Regions from separate parts of the Hordeum vulgare genome. Here region 1 is linked to region 2. The links are chromatin contacts, called in public Hi-C maps. All regions are on one chromosome and are shown on one strand. Each heading gives the region's core, a stretch centred on a gene start, on an enhancer-like site or on the middle of the called end of the contact. The rest is flanking DNA. Distances are from core to core; before and after follow the strand shown. Region 1 has its middle 35 kb from the start of LOC123430593. Region 2 has its middle 64 kb from the start of LOC123428666.

Evidence for each region. A called contact is a pair of places that touch in the nucleus more often than the background predicts.
Region 1: a contact with region 2 is called in a Hi-C map of leaf, with 5 times the contacts expected there. The contact joins two enhancer-like sites. A contact is called at or near these places in 2 of 6 Hi-C or Micro-C datasets (leaf and seedling).

Annotation. Positions count from the first base shown.
Region 1 is chr2H:572,108,198-572,114,555 of MorexV3_pseudomolecules_assembly, reverse strand. No RefSeq gene overlaps it. Among protein-coding and RNA genes, the nearest start is that of LOC123430593, 35 kb to the right of the region's middle. Within about 2 kb of position 1,680, at least 3 of the 3 cell types and tissues checked have open chromatin away from gene starts, as enhancers often do. A contact at or near this core is called in leaf and seedling, where this site is marked.
Region 2 is chr2H:571,361,150-571,367,565 of MorexV3_pseudomolecules_assembly, reverse strand. No RefSeq gene overlaps it. Among protein-coding and RNA genes, the nearest start is that of LOC123428666, 64 kb to the right of the region's middle. Within about 2 kb of position 2,070, at least 3 of the 3 cell types and tissues checked have open chromatin away from gene starts, as enhancers often do. A contact at or near this core is called in leaf and seedling, where this site is marked.

The sequences.
Region 1 (6,358 bases), core at 431-2,930, 750 kb before region 2:
ACGTTTTTTCGTTTTTCACATGCACACTCGTGCCTCTCCGAAATCAAATTTGTGCCTCTCGCGGAAGCAAATTCGTGCCTTTGGTGAAAGCAAAACTGCGCCTCTCGTGAAAAAAAGAGAAAATGTTTTTTCCTTCTCGAGTGACACAACCGTGTCTCTCCTGAAAGCAAATTAGTGTCTCTCACGGAAGGAAAACCATGACTCTCGCGAAAGAAAAAAAACAAAAAATATTTTGTTTCGTTTCTGATAGGCACAACCATGAAATTTTTTGAAAACATGAAAAATGTTTGCTTAAAACCAAATATATATTTTTCTGGTCTCAAAACTGAATAAAATTTTGAAAACGTGAAAAATGTTGGCTTAAAATGTGAACATTTTTTGTAATTGCGATTAAATTTCAAATTCTGGATATTTTCTTAATTGTTGACCACATTTTTAAAATATGTCAAACTTTTAAAACGTTAACATTTTTTTTGGTAAAATATGAACATATTATGAATTCCGAAAATAAATTATGAATTATGAACAAATTTTGAAAACACCAACAATTTTTTTAAATGAAATATTTTCACATTTCAAAAAAATCAAAATCTGAACAGTGTTTTTGAATTGTGAGGATAAATAATAAGCTTGAAAAAAATTAATACCATGACCAAAAGTTTTCAAAAAAAACTTAATTTTTTTTAAACTTCAGACCAATTTTAAAGACATGAATTATTTAAAAAATCATGAACAAATTTGGAATTTCAAACATCTTTTGAAAATCTAAAGAAAACTAAGTATTTAAAAAATCACCGTGTATTAAAATCAATTTTCCCATGTATTAACGAAAGAAAATACGAAAGCAAAGCAAAAAACAGAAAAACATAAAAGCACCAGCAAAGGAAAAACAAAATAGAGAACAATAAAAAATGAATGAAATGTAAGAAGCAGCAAACACGCAACACGCCTTGCCGCGAACTGGACAGGCCCATCTATTGGCGCTGCGATCGAAACCATTCCTGTTTGCCGGCCACTGGGGAAAAACCTATTTTGGGCCACCGGCGTTGGTTAAAGGCAAAATTTGCTAACCGACGCCTACAGCGCTCCACAATGGACCCGCCCATGTAGGGAACTTTCATTAACTTGTTTTTAGCCCGTGAACTGTTTTAGCCCGTGATTTTTTTTAAATCAGTCAACTTTTTAAAAATCGATGGTTTTTTTTGGAAATTCATGAACATTTTTTAAAATCGAGGAACATAATTTAAATTTCATGAACTTTTTTCAAAATCTGTGAACTATTTTTAAACTTTGATGAACTTTTTCCAAATCAATGAACTGTTTTTAAAAACTGATGAACTTTTTTCAAAATCGATGATTTTTTTTCTTCGAATTCTGTGAAATTTTTGAAAATCCATGTACATATTTTTCAAAAATCCCTGAACTTTTCCATAATAATTGATTTTTTTTACAAATCTGAACTTTTTGAAATTATGTGAACTTTTTTCATATTTTTATTGAGCAATGCATTTTTTGCATGGGTCGGCCCATTTTTTCCCTAACTGGCGCTGAAAGCGCCGAATAGGAGGTCCCGGCCACCGGCGGCAAATAGAATTGAGAGCTCCTATTCGATCTTGTAGGCGCCCGTTTAGAGATGGGCGACTACAGCGATCGGCACTGGGCCGCGACCCATTCAACACATCGTTCTGGTCGGTTCGCTCGATCACGGAAAGAAACAACTCACTCGCCTCGTTGGGTTTATTTCTCTGGTTATTCTATGTTGCTCGTTCATGAAAAAGACTGGATTTCGGTTCTTTTTTTCAACTTTGAATATTTTCATGAAAAAATGTTCATAGATTTACTAAAGTTCCAAGAAAAAGTTCATCAATTTTGATAATTCTTTCACAAATATAAAAAAAGATCATAAATTTGAAAAACTTCATCGGATTTGAAAAAAAGTTCATCGATTTTTAAAAAAGTTCATTGATTTGAAAAAAGTTCGTCGATTTTAAAAAAAAATTCATTGATTTTGAAAAAAAGAATCATCAAATTTGACAAAAGTTCATTGATTTTGAGAAAGATTTCAAAAAATTCTAAAAAGGTCATCAAGTTTGAAGAATAAGTTCCTCTATTTTGAAAAAGGTTCATCAATTCGAAAAAAGTCCACGACTTTCAAAAAATTATGTTCGTGGATTTAGAAAAGAATTTGCTATTTGAAGAAATCAGAATTTAAAAAAAAGTAGAAAAGGATAGAGAAAAAAGAACAAAGAAAAACAGTAAACAAAAATGAAAAAAAGGACAACAAAAAGAAACAAATAAAAGAAGTAAAAGTTTGAATCAAAGCAGCTCCAACTCCGTTGCCAGGTGGGATTACAAACGAAACTCGATGAGGAAGGTCGCAAGTTCGATTCCTAGGAAGTGCTGTTGTTTTTTGCGGATGTAAATTAAAAATTAACGGCTTGGCCCAGCAAGAGGCGCTGCACGCGCCAGTTTGTGAAAATGCACACAAACAGGCGCTGCGTAAATAGGAAATGCCAATAGAACTTGCCGCACCACAGAACCACCCTTCGCATAAGGTGAGTTATATCTGGCCATGGGCAGCCCGGTCCGGTCGGCCCGGCCTGACCCGGCCCAAAAAGCTCGACCCAGCTCGGCCCGACCTTGCCCACGGGTCGGGCTCGGGCCTGATAATCAAGCCTGCCGGTCGGGCCCGGGCCCGTGAAAACTTGATTTTACGCCTACGTTGGGTCGAACCTGTCGGGGCAGGGGCGGACTTCTTCAGGCTCGGGCCAAGCCTGGACTCAAAAAATAGGTCTGACGATCGGGCGGGGGCAGGCTTGGGCTTGGGTTTTGTAGCACGTTTTCTTAGGACCGGCCTGCCCCGAGATATGGCCAGGTATAGGGTGAGTTAGATAGGGGCGGGCCAATGAGGAGGCGAGCGGGAGACCAAGAGCTGACCCAACAAGCACCAGAGAACCACCCCTTCGCATAGGGTGAGTTAGATAGGGCCGGGCCAATGAGGAAGCGAGCGGGAGACCAAGAGCTGACCCAACAAAGCGGACCCTGACACACTATAGTGATCTGTCATTGTTGTTTTGGAAAGCAAAAACTTCACAATTCTTGAACAATGTTTGGAATTTAGACTATTATGTTTAAACTAGAAACATTTATTTCTAATGTCAACATTTTTCAAAAAATAATCGAACCAATTTTGAAACAAGAACATATTTGAATTTCTGAAAAAAAAATTAAATAGTACTCCCTCCGTTCCAAAATAAGTGACTCAACTGTGAGCACCTGTTGAGTCACTTTTGAGTCACTTATTTTGGAAAGGGGTGAGTAGTATTTTCTAAAACTGTGAGCATTTTTTGAAAAAAGCAGACATTTGTTTAGAGTACAACTATTATTTAATTTTTTTAACAAAATTTGAAAACTAGAATAATTTTGGAAACTTAGAACAATACTAAAAAATGCACATATTAAAAAAAGGATTTTTTTGAATTTTTGAACTTATTACGGTAATGAAAAAAAGAAAATTGAATAATGCAAAAAATATATTATTATTTATATTATTTTTGGGAAAATACGAAACATTTTAGAAAATTCTGGACTTTTTTTGTAAGTCCAATATTTTTGAAATTAATAATTTTTTGAAAAGAAACAAAAAACTAGAAAAATAAAAACAAAAAAAATTATTTAGAAAAGAAAGAAACAAAAAAACTTCGATAGAACTTTATAGAAGCTGTCCAACACAAAGGAACCTGCTAGAAGGTTTCCAAAACTGGACCATGAAAAGTTGTGCGTACAACTCAAATTGGATGACCCAGTCGCTCGGCTTATCGAGTGCCCCGTGTGTGAATGTACAACATTGTGATGCAAAATGCCTCGATAGGGAATTCCATATCTGTTCCCGGGTATTTTGGCGAGAAAAGGGAGTGGCTACATGGCCCTTGAGCCCATCATGCATGATGCATTCATCGGAGGAGGATTCAAAATCGATAAATCCTAGGTCGTGCTTGTGAGGATATTTTTCAAAGCCCTTTCTCCACACAAGGATTTAACACGAAGTCCTTGGAAGAAATTAAGTGTACTGAGAAAACTCAAAATCCCTAAAATCTGGTTAGGGTTTCAGTGCAAAGAAATGGGTGGAGTCTCGAGATGGTTTTGCAAAGATTAACACTAGCGCAACCCTTTTTAGGAGAGGGGGAGTGTAGCATCTGCAACGATTTGCAGATATTCAGATGACCTCTATGTGGGAGCTTCGATGCTTTAGATCGGCTAATGATTTCGCGGACTAGAAAGTTTAGGTTCATCCCCGATTGCAAAACGATAATAGATGACATCACTAATGGGTCCGTGGGATATCATGCGAGCATCACAAAGGAGATTGTTCAGCGTGCCGAACCCTTTTCAAAATGTCTCTTTACTCACCAATGGATCCATGGCATATCATCCGTTCATCACAAAAGGAGATTGTTCAACGTTTTCAATTCTATTCAGAATGGATCACATCACCAATGGTCTCATGGGATACCATGCGGTCATCACAAAGGAGATTGTACAACATTTTTAATCCTTTTCAGAATGGATGACATCACCAATGGTTCCATGGGATATCATGCGATCATCACAAAAGAGATTGTTCAGCGTTCTCAATCCTTTTCAGAATGTCTCTTTACTGATGAGCGGATTACAAAGCTCATAGTATAGCTAAGTTTCCAGTATTTTGAGTCTGGGAGGCCATGTGTGGCTTGAAGTACCCTATGACACTTTTTCTATCCATGTAAACATTTTATCTGATCAATAAAACGTACCTACGGTGCCTAAAACATGAGTAATTGGTAAATCCTATTTCACCCTTAAAGCGAGGAATATGCAAGCAAACACACATGTGGGGTCGCTAGGTGTACGATTGTTCCTTTTCTTTCTCTTTACTAGTTTCTTTCCAGGCTTCTTGTTTTCTCCAAATTCTTTCTCTTGTAGCAGGTTTTTCCTTTTATATTTTCCTTTTTATATATTTTAAGTAAACAAGTAAATAAATACACTTTGTTGTACAAATGAATATTTTTAAACTACACAATGAAATATGTGTTCTACTTATATGGACATTATTAATAATTTATATTTTTAAGAAGGTATATTTTATATATTGACATTTTTGTACAAATGATATTTTTTATAATATACGAGAAATATTTCCTTTGATGAAAGTGTAGATCTAGACCATCTTCAATAAGTTTGAGTGTCTATGAAGGAAGACTGGACAAGATAAAATGGTGGGCAAAAAATGGAGGAGAAAGAGAGAGTAAAGAGGTTTTTCAACTTATTAGGAAGAAGATCATCTATTTATAGCAAATATCTAAATCCAAAAGTTACTAGGATTTTGCATAAGCGGTACTGCCGCCTCAGAGAGCGATACTACCGATAGTTCCCACTCGACAGTGTTACAAAGGCCTGATCGGTTCTATCGCCTCGGAGAACGATACTACCATTGGTCCCATCAGACAGCACTACGAAGGCCTGAACGATACTACTACATAGGACCCTGATTGTATCGGTATTAAAAATAGCCGGTGCTGTTGTAGTTGTACCGCCCTAGTACATGGGCAAAACAGAGGGAAACTAGCCCCGTGCGGTAGGTTATTCGACACTTGGCCTTGTAGTTTCGCTCCAACACGGGAGTATAGATTTTTCTCTTTCATGTGTGGAGTACGCATGAAGAGTTGGAAGAATGTCGTAGAATTTTTATTTTTTCTGAAAGGGATGAATGTCGTAGTTAGGTTACATGGGCTTTCGGCCATTGAGCAGCTCGTCAAACGAGGCAACCCTGCGAGCGTGGGCGGGCGGCCTGGCAAGCTGCGTGGCCAAATTTTGTGTTTTAACCTTTTAAACAAAGAAAATACAGTTTTGACCTCCATTTGAAAATAATTTCAAATCTAACCTCTTTACGTGACGTCAACGTCCCTAGCGTCTGGGTTACAGTGGAGACGCCAGGGACCATGGCGTCTTGTGGTGGCCCGCTCGATCCGCCCCGCCGTTGACCAGATGACGTGGCAAAGGGGCCAGACGCCAGGGGCCACAGCGTCTGGTCCCACAGACCCAAACGCCAGGAACCCGCTGTCTGGCTCGGGTAACTTACACAGCCCACGGGAGAGTGGGTGGGACCCACCCCACTCACTCTCCCCAATCCAGCCCGAGCTTTTCCCCTCTACTCTCATTTTCCCCTCTCTCCAAACCTCAAACCCCCCCCTCAAATCCTCTCCAAAAGGTTGTTTCCTTCGATGGATCTTTCCATCACCTTGTTGCTTGTGGTAATCTCCTTTGATTAATCCAATTTATTTTTGCTTAAATCTTGTTATTTGCACAGTTTTTGAAATGT
Region 2 (6,416 bases), core at 821-3,320:
CGTCTCCACTGCCCGAGACTGAGACGTCATTGAGGACGAGACGGCATGCTGTTTCCTCAACTCGAATCTTCCTGCACATGTATACTGTATTCTGTACAGTACTAAAGTTTTCCACGGGTTACTGAAAAATCCTGAACCGTTCAAACACAGCGAATGGCCAACACCAGTGCTCAGCTGGATTCACCATACCACTATACGGTGGCGATTCCTGGGTTGCTTCCACGTAGAAAAGGCGCCAACCAATACGACGGGTGCGCAACGCAAGGGATCGAGGAGCGTTGGCATGCACTGCTGCACTTGTCGACCGGGTCACCACTCAGACCCAACCGCAGCAACACCTAAAAAACCACTCAGCTTTTCACCTTTTTCCCCACACGTCGCCTTTGTGGTTTTGTTTGCAGGACACATCACCCCCTTGTTCCATTGGCTTGTGCCTGTGGGGGTCGCGGATGGTTCATGGTTCCTTTAACTCCGTTGCGGTGCGTGCCACAAGGAATCGAGTTAATGGTCGATCGACCATCGGTGCCATCCGAATCCTGCAATCTGGCTTCATGGCTTGCCGTTTACAGCAAGCAAAGGGATCGATCGTACAGCAACGTATTCCTCCTGTTAAAACATTCCACTACAGAGCATTCCACTAATGCCTATTTTTTATTTTTAGGGAATGCCACCATGACTGTTTATATTTCATGTGAAAATAAAGTTACATCATTTGCTAGTAGATCCATCAAGAGATCTGGAGGCTCCATCTGCCAAACCATAGCTCGAGAGTCCTCTGATTTGCTAGCTGAAACATCCGCCGTCATATTGACCTCCCTAGGGCCCTAACGGGAACTAACCGAATTCAGACTACGACATAAGAACGTACATTCTTTCAAAATCGCCGCCCAAGGAATGGCCACATTTGTCATCATCACTTCAATGACCTCTATACAGTCTGCTTTAATTATCAAATTGTTACAGCACATATCACCTGTCAAGATGAGGCCATCTATGTGTCCTCGCGCCTACGCCGTCGCAACATCCTCAACCAATGGGATGTTGCTATAGGCCGCCGCTAGGAAGAAGCCACCCGAAATGGGTACCATGATGCCCGTTTTAGAAAAACATTTTTTACTGAATTTTTTTTACAAACACACACACGCATAAATACTACACATGTGTAAAAAATCATTTCATTTTACATTCATACGTGGCGTACAAAAAAAGACAAATATGATTTTTCAAATGGGCCAGATTTTTTTGGGCCGGAAAATTGTTTTTTATACAGCTTACAAATTACTTTTTTTTTTTGGGAACAAAATTTTATGGATCAGTAGTGAATACATACAAGTTTACACAGAATTATTTTCAGTATTTTTTGAAACTTTCAATTATGTTTTTTGATTGTTTTAAAAAAAAGGCACCATGGTGTCCGAGCACACAAACTCGCTCTCCCCGAAACATGTATAATTCCAGCAATGCCTCTTGAGCCCTTGTCCGAGTCAAACGTTGCATCCCCACTCAGTTTTATGAAGCATTCCTTTGGGTGTTCTTCATCCATAGTGCCCGGTTGCTACCTTTCTTTCTTGCCCTTGAAAAAATCTTTTCTAAAGTGAAGATAGCCTCTGCCAATCTTGCTACTTTAGCAAGAATTTCTCCATGTGTGACACGCTGCCGTCCACAAAACATACCACATGGCCCTAGCTATCAGATCGTTACGGTTCACTGTTCTTCTTAATTAATTGATGAGGCAAAACATTTACCTTTGTTTCAAAAAAAAAATACAGTTCACATCTGCCATCAGTAGCATATCTCCGTGATGAGTCAAAATAAATTCACGGACAAAAACTTCTCCATCCCCTTCCTGCAAGCATAGATCATTCACCATATGTCCCAGTCAAAGGATGAGCCAAATCTCACCCACACTAGGGTATAACAAGAAGGCGTGCTTATACTTTCACAGTCGGCGCTACATAAAGGGAATTCAGAACTTGTGATCATATATGACCAGGGGCGGAGCTACAGAGTGTCCAGGATGGGCCACGGTCACCCTTGGATTTTGAACCAGCCTATATACCATACACAATTATAGATGGGCCAGAGAAATAAAAAGGGCCCAACAACATCTCTAACCCAACAAACAACACACGCGCCACATAACCTGCACACCACACGCGGGACACAGCGAGAAGCAACGATATCTTACAATCCTCAACACCCAACCATCGGGCGCTCGGTTTTCGCCTACCTCGTTGCCCTCGCCACACGATGGATGCCCAACCACTCTGGAGGCTCTTCCACTCCTTCCTCTCCGTCGCGACTGCGTCCTGCCCGACACTCGGCGCCAGCAGCAACCCTATGTGCCTGCGACCTGACCCTGCCCTAGCCTAGCCCATGCCGCCTGGCGCCCCTACAAAACAGCGGCAGCCGCCCAGTCTACATTTCGACGCTCGGCCTTGCCTGATTTGCGGTACCATCTCCGGCAGCTCGCCAATTGACCATTCCCCATTTTTCAATTTAGGGTTTACTATTTACTTCTTGTGTACTGTGGTCTACATGAGCGACGAACACACACATAATTTTCAGATCATTTATATTCAGTTGTGTCATTGTGATAGATATATACCTAATACCTAATAATAAAGCGGCTATTGCTTCCGTCGAAAAACCCACCACGGTATTTTTATAAATAAAAAAACTGTAATTTTTGTTATTCAACCCGCGCTCCATCATTTATCTGCAACGCAAAAGGAAAAAACGATTCGCTGTAAAAATTATACCCGTACGCATCACCTCCTCCCGTCGACCCTGGGCCACCCTGGCCTGTGCCCAGGCCGCCGCCACACCACTCGCCGCCGCGGCCGACCTCAACCGCCACCGCTGCCGATCTCAACCCACCCGCCTCCGCGGATGTACCTCTCCCCGCTCACTGTCCCCATTGCGGCGCTCGAGCGCATCGCGTCGACCCTGGTCCACCCTGGCCTGTGCCCAGGCCGCTGCCACACCACTCGCCGCCGCGGCCGACCTCAACCACCACTGTTGTCGATCTCAACCCACCCGCCTCCGCGGTCGTACCTCTGCCCGCTTGCTGCCCTCGTTTCGGCGCTCGAGCACAGCTTCTGGATCAAATCAACGCGACAGCTACAATGACTTGGGATGATGCGTCTGCTCGATGCAGAACAGCGGCGGCGCGCGGATAAGGCGCGGTGGAGCGAAGTACTTGCAGGTGGAGGCGGGCCTCCATGGCTCACACGGGGAACTCCGAGGTTATGGCGCGGCAACGGCGACTCCTTATGGCCAGATAGAGGCGCCTAACCCTTTCTCCCCTCATCGTATCCCCTCCTCTGACAGGAACTCATCATCTGGTGAGATCCACTCCCCATGCCTCCAACCGTGTGCCAAGCACCGGCAAGAAATTTTGTTTTGTGGGAATTTGTTTGCTGATGAATGAATGTATTGAATGTAAGATTGCATTGTTGTAGAGAAAGAGAATGGAACACCACCTTCAGTTTGTCATCTGATCCCACATTCTCTACCTCATGAGTGAAATAAGATAACAGTCCATTGATCAATTCACGTAGCCTCTTTGTTTTGCTTTGCTTGTCCCGCTCAATTTCTCATCATGGTGGAATTAACAATGGACGGGTTGATTTCTCAACAAAATAGGATAGGACTGACTACATTAGTTAGTTAGCTTATTATTTTAATAAATCAAAATAATTATAAAAAGATTAAAAGCGTGTGGTATTTTTTTCTTCCGTTGCAACGCACTAGTAGAAACTAAACTCTTATTGCGGAATTATTGAAACATGCTGATCTTTAACTTTCGAGGGTATCTACTATAGTCTATAGTAGTATCTATTCCCCTTTCATGGCAAACCAAGACTTAATTGAGAATTCTAGTATGATTGTCGAAAAAAATAGAACCACCCTGGTTTCAAATCCTAGTTGTGCCACTGCATATGACGGTTGATCAAGACTCCATGGCAAGGTAAAGCACCACGCAACGATTTCCACACTGAATTTTAATTTTTGTTGGTACACGTAGTTTCCATAGGGTCAACCAAATGGGACTAGTACTTGAGGCTTCATCGGAGTTTTTCCGGCTCAACTTTTGTGCATACTGGTAATTCCACTCTAAGTGATACACCATTTTGACTGAAAAAATCCTTTCCTACTGAAGCGCCATGATACACAATCATCCATCATCCCCAAAGCAAGAGAGATATTAAGTATATGTTCTGCATCGATGAGCCAAAAGACACCCTTTATGAGTTGTTCATCACATTCTCTTGCATCAACATTTACCAGTTCATAAACTTAATGAGCACAATATTGCCTCTTCTCGTCACTACTTTCATGGTCGGGCTACCGGGAGTCCATGGGTTGTCCCATATGTTAATTTGTCTTCCATCACCAACTCTCCATATGCACCATTTTTTGAAGGTTTGGATCACCTTCCATAAGCTCTTCCACGTGAATGAACTACCTTCCTTCACGTTGTAATTTAGGAAATCCCCATCAGGAAAATATTTTACTCTCAACATCCTTGCACACAAAGACTCGGGCTCTCGCGTTAGGAGGGCCAAGTTGAAACAATGTAAATCTCTAAAAGCTCCTCTTATCTTTTTCACGATACACATCTTCCACCAAACAACCAGTGCATGTGGTTCTTTGGTCATCATCTGTGGTGATAGGATTGCACTGGCTTGAGAACTAACATTACACATATGAAAGGATAGCCTACAAAACAACTTTGATCAAGATTTCTCTCCCCACCCCAAAGGAAGGTATTTTTTCCAACATCTCATCCTACTCAGGACTCTTTTCATGAGTTGTTAGAAGTAGTCTGATATGTTCACTCCCATAATTGGCGACAACCATGTCCTCTCATAAGAATGAGGGAGTCATCCACAAGCAAAAGATGTGATACTAACGGGGTTGGGCTTTCCGATACCACGCTCCAAGTGAGTATGCCCCATATAACTGCAAACATAGCATAACACCGGCATCTTCTCATATAGGACTAATTGGTAAACCCTTTTCTTGGCTGTTTTGATAGACCCAAATCACATCAAAGGTTTGTTTACGTCTAGTTGAACGCGAAACCTGATAATCCTCCCATGTCCCAATAGGAGTAAGCAACACATTCTACACTTTGCCAACGTTCTTGGCTAGGGTCTAATAACATGTCCTTTCTATACAAAGGAGGTAGATCAACAATCTAGATCCAGGCAATTAGCATATCGAGCACCACCTCATCAATCTTTGTGTACCCATCATACCTTTCCATGAGCACACCATGATCACTCAAGATCCATGCACCTTCCTTCATTACCCTCTTCCAATCTATCAGATAATTCATAGTCGAAACAAATAAGTTCTAATCAAGAGCAATGAAAGTCACTCCCTACGCTAGACTCGAAGTCATCTCATGAAATCATAGAAGCCCTCTTAGCTAAAGGGCTTATCTATATGAACCCTAGCAATAACCATGAACTCTTCCTCCTCGACATCATTTGGAAATTATTCTTTAAAATGACATCATATTTCGTCACCTCATGGATGTTTAGCATCTTGATCACCTTCTCTACTCCCGCTAACTTCCCCTGAGTAGCTCTATTTATAGAAGATTGAGAGTCTGAGTCTGCCATCGCCTCAAACTCGTTGTAGTAGCTCTCACGAAAAAACCCTAACCCATCGTCCTACTCGAGAACCCAGGCCAGGTATCCCCTAAATCGATGCAAGTTCTAATATCAGGAAAGGGGTAGGAGGGATCAAGACTCTCATGAGAAAGTTACCACACGAGGAGTTGTAACCCTAGACATCATCTCCGCGAGTGGAGTCTCGTAAGACTTTCAGTTCAGTTGTTTATGCCCGATACATGCATCGCTTCTTCAGGCCTACTGTCCTCGTAATTAGGATATCAAACGATTTTAAAATCACTCTTAAAGAACAACCATCCTCCTTTTGTCACACTGAATTTTGGTCGAGTAGTAATTCAGCGAGATAGCCCATGTTGTTTGGGCCATTTTGCATGGGACATGGTCTGGCTATAAGATAGGTTGGCTAGGGCATTTGAAAAACAAACACATTCTTTGAGAAAGTGTGAGAATTAGTCCAGAGGAAGTACCACGCCTTAGCCCATCAAGGCCGATATAAATCTTCGTTGCTAGCCGCTCCTGAATTGGGTTCTGCTATTTTTTGAATTAATGCACGATAAAGAAGGGGAACAGTTCTCTCTCGCCCACAAAGAGACACAAGCATGCGAGGCCACAAGGATGCCCTAAATGTGGTGGCCATAATCACACAGGTACACATACATCCAATTTTTTTTGTCATTTGTTTTATTTTTATTCTTTCATATTTGAAACATTATAAATACATATATTCTAGTAAACTTAATGTAGTTATCTATTTAGAAATGTTCATCA